2 separate regions of the Mus musculus genome follow, and region 1 is linked to region 2. Evidence: chromatin contacts called from public Hi-C data. All regions are on one chromosome and are shown on one strand. The core of a region is the stretch at or near the end of the contact, and the rest is flanking DNA. Distances in the headings are between cores, read along the strand shown.

The links. Hi-C and Micro-C count contacts between places; a contact is called where the count stands out from the background.
Region 1: a contact with region 2 is called in a Hi-C map of muscle stem cells, with 1.8 times the contacts expected there. The contact joins two enhancer-like sites. A contact is called at or near these places in 3 of 484 Hi-C or Micro-C datasets (muscle stem cells and nephron progenitors), 1 of 115 datasets of contacts at active chromatin or transcription factors (embryonic stem cells) and 1 of 9 other capture datasets (embryonic stem cells).

Annotation. Positions count from the first base shown.
Region 1 is chr2:59,683,459-59,687,747 of GRCm38.p6, forward strand. All of the region lies in intron 2 of Tanc1 (tetratricopeptide repeat, ankyrin repeat and coiled-coil containing 1), which reads left to right. Among named protein-coding and RNA genes, the nearest start is that of Tanc1, 74 kb to the left of the region's middle. Within about 2 kb of position 2,088, at least 24 of the 459 cell types and tissues checked have an H3K27ac peak or open chromatin away from gene starts, as enhancers often do. A contact at or near this core is called in muscle stem cells, where this site is marked.
Region 2 is chr2:59,821,581-59,825,894 of GRCm38.p6, forward strand. All of the region lies in intron 19 of Tanc1 (tetratricopeptide repeat, ankyrin repeat and coiled-coil containing 1), which reads left to right. Among named protein-coding and RNA genes, the nearest start is that of Wdsub1, 59 kb to the right of the region's middle. Within about 2 kb of position 2,836, at least 89 of the 459 cell types and tissues checked have an H3K27ac peak or open chromatin away from gene starts, as enhancers often do. A contact at or near this core is called in muscle stem cells, where this site is marked.

The DNA.
Region 1 (4,289 bases), core at 838-3,337, 140 kb before region 2:
CATGATGCTGGGTTGACATTCCCAGGGTTGGTGCCAGTCGGTTGGCCGTGGAGTGTGGTTGTAGTGCTGGCAGAACAATGGAGAAGTAGATCTGTGAGCTGTCTATACAGAGGCAGCGGTGGCTTCACTCAGGGGACACAGGAGAACTGCAAGAGCTTAAGCTGTTGGGGCTGTCTGGGGTTGTGGCGTTTCGTTGACTTATGCAGGTAATGAGTGCAGAGGTCCTGTGATGTAGGTTTACACTGACCCCGGTTATAGGAGCAGCTCTGCGGTCTTGCACTGATGCTATCTTCAACCTCCCTGCATATTACTAGGGCCTCGATGTGCATGTATGCCTTTTATCTTTTGCTCTAAGGCCATGTGCGAGGCAGAGGTCGGTCTCAGAGGTGACCTATCCCCAGGACAGAAGAGATGAGGGGGTAGAGCAAAGATGTGACCTGGTGTAGGTTCTGTCTCCGCTTCCCTGCTTGTCTGGAGAGGCTCTGTCCCTCCAGCTTTGGCTTATGGTGCGAACTGAAGATGCTGTGTGTGTGGGTGTTTCTATGGCGGCCGTTTCCAAAGCCGTGGCTGGGCCTGTGGCATCAAGTCCTATCGGCTTTACTACGGTACCTGTGAAGAGACAGTCACAGCAGGGTCTGTTAGGACTCTAAACGGGAGATGAATGCGGTTCGATGCTTTCCGAAGAATGATCAGAACCTAGAAATATGAGCTCGTGAGGTTTAGGAGCAGGCCAAAAGGATTTGGTTTCACTCCACCAAGATTTGGCTACTTAACAGATTATTCTCTATCCCAGCTTTGGGGCAGACATATTTTGCTGTACCAGGGGGATGTTCCATTGAGACTGAAAACCAAGTACATCTGTGTAGCATCTTCATTTTAAGTAGAAGAACCTCGGATTGGTGGTCCCTAATTCAGAGTCGCTCAGAAACATGTGCCCTGTTTTTTCCACTGGACGCTAACGGGGGCTCTTTCCTTAAAGGAAGGCATGTGGACCACACACTGATACTTAGGAAGCTTCTTTGTTCCACATGACAAATGTGTAGAGAACGCACTAATTGTGGAAATTGGTTTCTGGATATTCCAGTCTCCATACCCATCCAATGTGATGTGATGTCTGTCTGTCTCTGTCTCTTTCTCTCTCTCTGTATATGTGCAAGTGTGTATTCACACAGTGCTCAGTACAAGGCACACCTCATATGTTCAGAGACGTGGTGACAGAGTCAGTGGTCAGTCTCAGTGCAGGCTTACTAAGGGCTTCAGTTGAATCTTTAACTGAGTTTTGAGGAAAAACAACAAAACAAAACAAAACCCCCAAAACAAAAAAACAAACCAAAAAAAAAAAAAAAAAACAACCCAAACAAAACAAACCAAAACATATATATGTGGACTGGGGAAGGGCACATAGCTTTAGATTTAAAACTTGAACTACATCGGTTTGTTTTTCTTACTTGTATGTTTTTGAGGTACAGTCTCATGTAGTCCAGGCTGGGCTCAAACTCCCTATGTAGCCAAGTATAACCGCAAATTTCTGATTTATTGTCACTGGTGTCCCTAGTGCTGGGATCAGGCTTGTGCCATCCACTGTGTTTGTCCAGTGCTGGGTCTCTGTGGGTGTTCTGCAAGCACTTTATCAACTGAGCTACACTCCTAGGCCCCAGATACATAAGCTTGATTAAGATTTTTATAGGACTCCTAAAAATAATGTTTGCTGTCTCCACACACAGAGAAATTTTCTCTTTGATTCAGATTTAGTTGGGGTGGTTTGTACTGTTGAATGGGGTCCGAGTGCCCAGTTATTTCGGAGCCACCACCCAGTGTTTTAAGCATAGTCCAGGGCTTGCATCTTTTCTGGAAAGCGCGGCTGGTTGCTGCTGCAGCTGACACTGGGACCCAGACTTAGGTAATATTATTAATCTTCGAAAAGCACCGTGCGCCAGCAGCAGCTGTTGCTGTAGTTCAAGTCTCTCGAACAAAAGCCGTCTCAGTTACCAGAGAGCATGAGAACTTGGCGCTGCCCAGTGTGAGTCCGTGAATTTTAGACTTTGAGTCATAGTTATCTTTCTTCGGGGATCTCCTGATTTAGGGTGTGAAGCTGGGGAGCGGCCCAACTGTATGCTCCGCAGTGGTGGGCAGGAGAGGCAGGCCTTGGGTAACCCTTCCTGGGAAGCCCAATGCAGTTAGCTGAAAGATGGTGGTTACCAGACTAAATGCGCTGTTAGAAAACAGTGAGACTCTCAGTGTGGGGGTGCACTCCCTGTGCTCAGAAGGCTGAGGCAGGTGTATTGCTGCAAATTCAAGGTCAGTCTGGTCTACTCAGAGTTCAAGCTCTGTAGAGAGATACCTGCCCCTCCCTCCCACTCCCCTCCTGCAAACAGTAAGCACATAGAAAACAGTAAAGCCAACAGTGCGCTTGAAGAACATTTGGCCCACACATGAACTTGTGTTTACAGGTTTGCGTGTTGTCTTGCTACGCAAATAGCAGGTTCCCTCCTGCAGTCCAGGCTGGGTGAGTGTGGTCCGATCAGTGATTTGCCACGGATGGACCTTTTGATATCAAGAACTTTTGTACTACTGGAAAACTAGTGTTCTGATGCTAGCCTAGCAGAGGTGACGATGAGAAGCGGCCAATCATGTGAGCGTGTGCCCTGGCAGATTACTCTGTAATTACTAAGTTATCTTTTGCTTAATTGTAAGTACCTGAGCTGCTAGCAAAGCTCTTTTGGGTCTGTAAGCTTTGGAGCCATTGGATAAACTGTATCTAAGTGGCTGGAGCAATGGACGTTATTTCTCTATCCCTCATCTTTGCTTCAGTCATGAAAGCCAGCAACAATTTCTAAGGTTTTAATGCGGACTTTGTACAATGTTGCCAGATGCAGAGTATTATTTTTAATCATCATTGCCTTAAAAACTGCCAGATTTATAAGGCTTCCTACTCAAATTATTTAAGTGTTAAGGACATATTAGTGCTCCTGTTGCTTTTTAAATAATTTTGGAAATTATGTTTCAATATAATTAATTTTCTTTGCAATCATATTTTCTACGTAAACATTCAAGATCATTATTCCAGTAGAGAGTCTGGAGTGCTGAAATGGCCTATGATACCCCAAAGTTAGAAATTCCCATTGTGGCTGACACATACCTTTCTCATTGAACTTAGAGACTGGATTTGTTAAATAATTTGCTAATGGATTTCTTGGCATTAAATAAAACCAAGACACCTTATTATGTTTGACCTTTGTGTCTTGACATGACTTGGCTTTCTTTGGCTTTCAGTTTTCTGGAGCTTGGGTACCCCCCATTTGGGAGCTGTTGGGGTCAGTTAGGAAATACAGTCATCTAGCATCTATGTCTGTGTGACCTCTGTGGCTCTGGTGGTAGTCCCCCTTAAAACTGCTCTTTTATGTTCTTATTTTTATTATCATTTTGTGTTTGTTTGTTTTTCAAGACAGAATTTCTCTGTGTATCTCTGGCTGTCCTGCAACTAATTCTGTAGACTAGGCTGGCCTTAAACTCACAGAAATCCTCCTGACTCCCAACTTCTGAGTTCTGTGGATTAAAGGTGTGCATCACCGCCTCCTGGTAAAAACTGCTTTCCAAAAATTACCTGTATGGGTGTTTTACCTGCATATGTGTCTGTGTACCATGAGTCTTTGGAGGCCAGAAGAGGGTGTTGGATCACCTAGGACTGGGGTCAGAGACAGTCATGGTTGTTGGGAATTGAACCTGGATCCTCTTAAGCCATTGCTCTTAAAACACTGAGCCATCTGCCCAGCCCCAGACTGCTTTCTATGACCAAATGTTTATGGACGTTCTAAAAGACTGCCCTATCCTTCAAGCTACCATCACCCTTATGAGCGAGAACAGCTGGGCCTATACTTAAAACAGAGTCACATGGGCCAGCTGTTGGCATTTCCTCCTAGATTCTAAGAAAGACTGGGAGAGGAGGGTCATTGGAAAGTCACCTGAGTGAGTAGTCAGCCACCCCTCCCAGCCATTTGTATGATATTCTGTCTGTCCGTGGCCTCTTTTTGTGGCCTGGAAGAGGGGCTAGGATATATGGGTTAGGGACAACTCAGAGAAGGGGGTTCCATTGGAGTGGCCCAGAGGAAGCCAGCATCCACGCAGGGTGAAGACTATCTCTGTGTGTCTCCTTACTGGTCACCTGTACTCATTGGCCACCCCAGTATTCTCATTGGTTCCCCCAGGGTGAACCTGGGATGGATTTGTACTTTGGTTTGTGGTTGGAACCTTAGAAAGAAGCCGGAGATGTGAACAACATCCAGAGGACA
Region 2 (4,314 bases), core at 1,586-4,085:
TGAAAAGACAGACGCTGTGACCTGGAAAACAGTTCTTATCATCATCAGTAGGGATTTGGGTGTATTTAATCAGCCAAGAGGTTTTTTATTTTTGGGGGGGGGGTTCTTTCTTTCATTTATTTTTTGAGAATTTCATACAGTATCTTGACCATACTCTCCTTCCCTGCCCAGAACTCTCCCTCACCAACTTCATCATTCTCATTCAGTCTCTCAAGAAACAAAAAGCAACACAAAGCACACACACACACACACACACACACACACACACACACACACACATCCAATAGTGTTGGCCAATGGAGACTGTGGTTGACAGGCCCAGTGTCACTCCACTGAAGAAAACAGGTTATCCCTCTTCCAGCAGCTATTGGTTGGTTGCAAATGGCTCCTTGGTGAGAGGTGGGCATTTGTTCCCACCTCCCCTTCTCCATGCTAGGGTTTTGTCTAGTGAGGATGCCCCAGAGTAGGAAACACACTGGCTCTAGGAATCTCTCAAGTAGGGTTTGGATCAGTGCAAATCTTGCCCCAGGGCCCAGTGGTTGGTGGATTGGCTGAAGTTCTGGTTGGAACTTGGGGCTCACACTCCAAGCAGTCCCGGACCTTTGAAGTTGGAGAGGTGGGGGATAGGCAAGAAGCTGAGGGCAGGGATTGACCTGTCCTCATTGTTTGAGACAGATTTGGCTGGCCTGGAATTCACTGTGAAGGACAAGCTAGCCTCTGACTTGTGCAGTCTTCCTACCTCACCCTTTAACTGTCAGAATTATGTAGGCGTTCACCACCAGGCCCAGAAGTCAAGAGTTTTATTGATTGAGAGGATTTGAAAATACAACATTTAAAGTAAGTAAAGGCCGGGCCAGCTGTCCATCGGGCTTAGAGAGCCACAGCAGCCCTCCAAGAGTCCCGTGCTTCCTTCATCCCTGATGACCGCAGCCCTGAACCTTTCTGCCTGCCACAGCTGCCCATGTCAGGTGAACAGCCTGACACCTCACAAGGCACAACTTAGAGGAGAGAATATCAGCAGATTTTGGGCCTGACTGCACGTGTGCTGGCTGGATGCTGAGAGCTGTACTTCGGATTTGACCATTGGGGTCTATTACTTGACTCCAAGTGTGGAATTGAGAGAAATGTGGGTGGTGAGCAGGGTTCTGACTTAGCACACCCTGAAGTGACAGTGGTTCACAGGCCATCGGGTCACAGCCTTCATCACCAGCTTCTTCTAAGCATCAGGGCCTGGCCTTTCCTTAGCGACTGTAGGGTAGTGCTCCCCACATGTTGTCTGGTCCTCATCACAGTAGGAATTCTCAGCAGTGAGAGTGGTTGCTTGGTCAGTGGCTTTGCCTGGTTCTCATTCTTTTTTGTTTTTGTTTTTAAGAATTATTTATTTTATTTTATTTTGGTTTTTCGAGACAGGGTTTCTCTGTATTAGCCCTGGCTGTCCTGGAACTCACTCTGTAGACCAGGCTGGCCTCGAACTCAGAAATCCACCTGCCTCTGCCTCCCAAGTGCTGGGATTAAAGGCATGCGCCACCACTGCCCGGCTTATTTATTTTATGTATATGAGTACACTATAGCTGTCTTCAGATACACCAGAAGAGGGTATCAGATTCCATTACAGATGGTTGTGAGCTACCATGTAATTGCTGGGAATTGAACTCAGGACCTCTAGAAGAGCAGTCAGTGCTTTTAACCACTGAGCCATGGCTCCAGCCCCTGGTCCTCATTCTTGAGTGTTCTCAACAGTGCTTTGTGTCCAGAACATCCCAGATCCTTGTGTGTTGGCCACAAGATAGGCCAGGGTCCAGAGAATGGCTCCTTGTGCAGGGTGTGGGAAGGTAGAGGAACAACGGGAGCTTTATATGGAGAATGCACTCATTCTTTCTCCTGGAACCCTTGTATCTATCTGTTTACAAGTCTTCTCCGTGTAGATCTAGCTGTAAACAACTTGGCTTTAAGATCCTGGCTGGCTGGGGGGGGGGGGGGTTGTCAAGGCGGTTTCCACATCTGTTTCAGGCATACCCACCCAGCTTTGAAGGGTGCAGTGTCTCTGTGCTGTCTGGCACTCCGCATCTGCCATCACTGGCGTGCGATGCTGAGAGGCGAGCACCAGCTCCTGCACTAGGTACTTCCTCACTGTCGTCGGGACAGACCCATGCAGGGTCTGTGCACCCGCTTCACAGCATCCACGTCTGGGCATCATGACTCCTACTGATTGAAAGCAGGAGGATGTCTGAAGTGACGCCCGCTCTCAACCAGAAAGGCCAGGGAGAGACCTGATGGGGAGGGGTAGCCGAGAGGAGGAGGCATGGATGATCCTTAGTGCTTGAACTGATGTGTCCTCATGTGTCATCAGGAAGAGCTGGCTCAGAAGAGCAAGAGCTTTATTGCAGGTTCCAGAGACTTTCATCTAAAACCGTGTTTAGTCTGAGCACTGGGATGAACCCACATGTTTTAGAAAACTCCTAAGTACCTGCTGATTTGGGGAGCAGAGGGCTTTACTTAGAAACCCTTCCTTTTCACAGAGCTGCTGCTGCTGCTTGTCTGGGCGGTGTTTAGAGACAAGCCCTTCAAAGTGAGTTAGTTCTGTGGTTGCAATAGCACTGAGCCACTGCCTTCCTTTCCCCACGCCTCCTTCCTTGTCTCCTCTTCCTTTCTCTCCTCTCCTCGTCTTCAGAGGAGAGTGAGTCCCGACCTGTTAGCAGAAATGGCACCGCCAGTGAGGCCACCACTGTACCACCCACAGACTGTCAGATGAGGATCATCCCACAGTTCTGGGCAGCCTGAAACATGGCGGGAGCCCATCAGATGCCTGGATTATCTGCCTCAGCATTCCACAGCCATGACGAGTCAGCCCCGGCTCCCACAGAGTCCCAACTGAATTGAGTTACTGTTTCCACATCAGTGTTTGATGTGGATCAACCCAAGCCGAGACAACCAGGGACACTTCACTGGCGACCTAATACGATGCTGTGGGAACTGACAGACCATGTTCCCAGCACCAGGCTTCGGTCCAGCCTGAGTCTGCACCCTGCTTCTGTTTAGATGGAAATAGGGTTCTCACTTTGCAGCCTGCTCTCTGAGAGCAAGGACTTCTCCACCATGGCTCCCATCTGCCTGGTCTGCAGAGACTGTTTCCACAGACTGTCGAGCTGTTTCATCAGGATCAGCTGTGGTGTACACACTGTGGGCTTCCCGAGCCCAGGAATTCCTGTGTTTCTCACTCTCGTGTGACTGCTTTGCCTAATGCTGTCCTGGGAGTTTCTCCAGGGTAGAGGTGTTGGCCACTTGTGCTATCAGTTCTACCTGTGGCTACTGAGCAGAGGAGTGGACAGTATTGGGCTCATCTAGGACTTGCTGTGTTGGGTATTGACCAAGTGAGAACGTCGAAAACAAAAGAAAGCTTTACAGCTTTAAGGCCGAGGATGTTCATTTTGTGGAATGAGAAGCACTTGGTAGATAGGGATAGTGCGAGAGAGACAAGTGACACGATTTTGTTTGGTGATAGTCCTGGCCTGCCATGTTGGATTCATAGCTCTGTGTATGTGTGTGTGGGGGGGGGGGGCACAAGGGGTGAGTGCTGCTGCCAGCTGCTGAGTGTATCGCTCCCTGGTGTAGTATAGCCATGGTCCCTGCACACTTTCTCCCCCTTGTCTCTATAACATCGCCCTCTCCTGATCCTTGCCTGCCCTCCAGCAAGCTGTTGTATATTGACTTGGTCCTGGGCTTTGTGACTATAGGATGATAGATGCCTCTGGGGGCTGTGCTTTCCTAGTTACTGAAAAGGGGTGTCCCAGCATGTCCCATCAAAGTAGGTTAAGACTGACTGACTGCTCTGTGTAAAGTGTCAGGTCTTTTGTTTTGAATCAGTGCTATTTTTGTTGGTGAAAATTTACAAGTGAGTTTGGCTATTGTAAGTAATTGGCTCCCACCGCCAAAGCTGTTCCTAAGGTGAGCCAAGTTTTCTCTTCTGTCAGTGGAATGAGAGATTTGGGTTGGGGAGTGTGGGCGGGCACAAGCTTCCTAGTCCTACTCACTGTTGGCTCTTCCTGGGCAGAATGTGGCCACCTCTGTCCAAAGTATCGCCCTGTCAGAGGGGTGCTGTGTTCTCCAGGCCTCCAGTTGTAGGGTAGGCTGGATGCGTATACCTACCTGCACACAAGGTCACAGAGCTGAGAAAGCATTTCATCCTTTGTAATTTAAGTGTCCCTCCTGACTCTGTGGACTCATTTTCCTTTCTGTTCTGTGGCTTTTGAACTAATATCTAAGGTTTAGGGCGCCATGGAAGTCTAGGTTTACCCATGGCTACCTCAGGCCTCA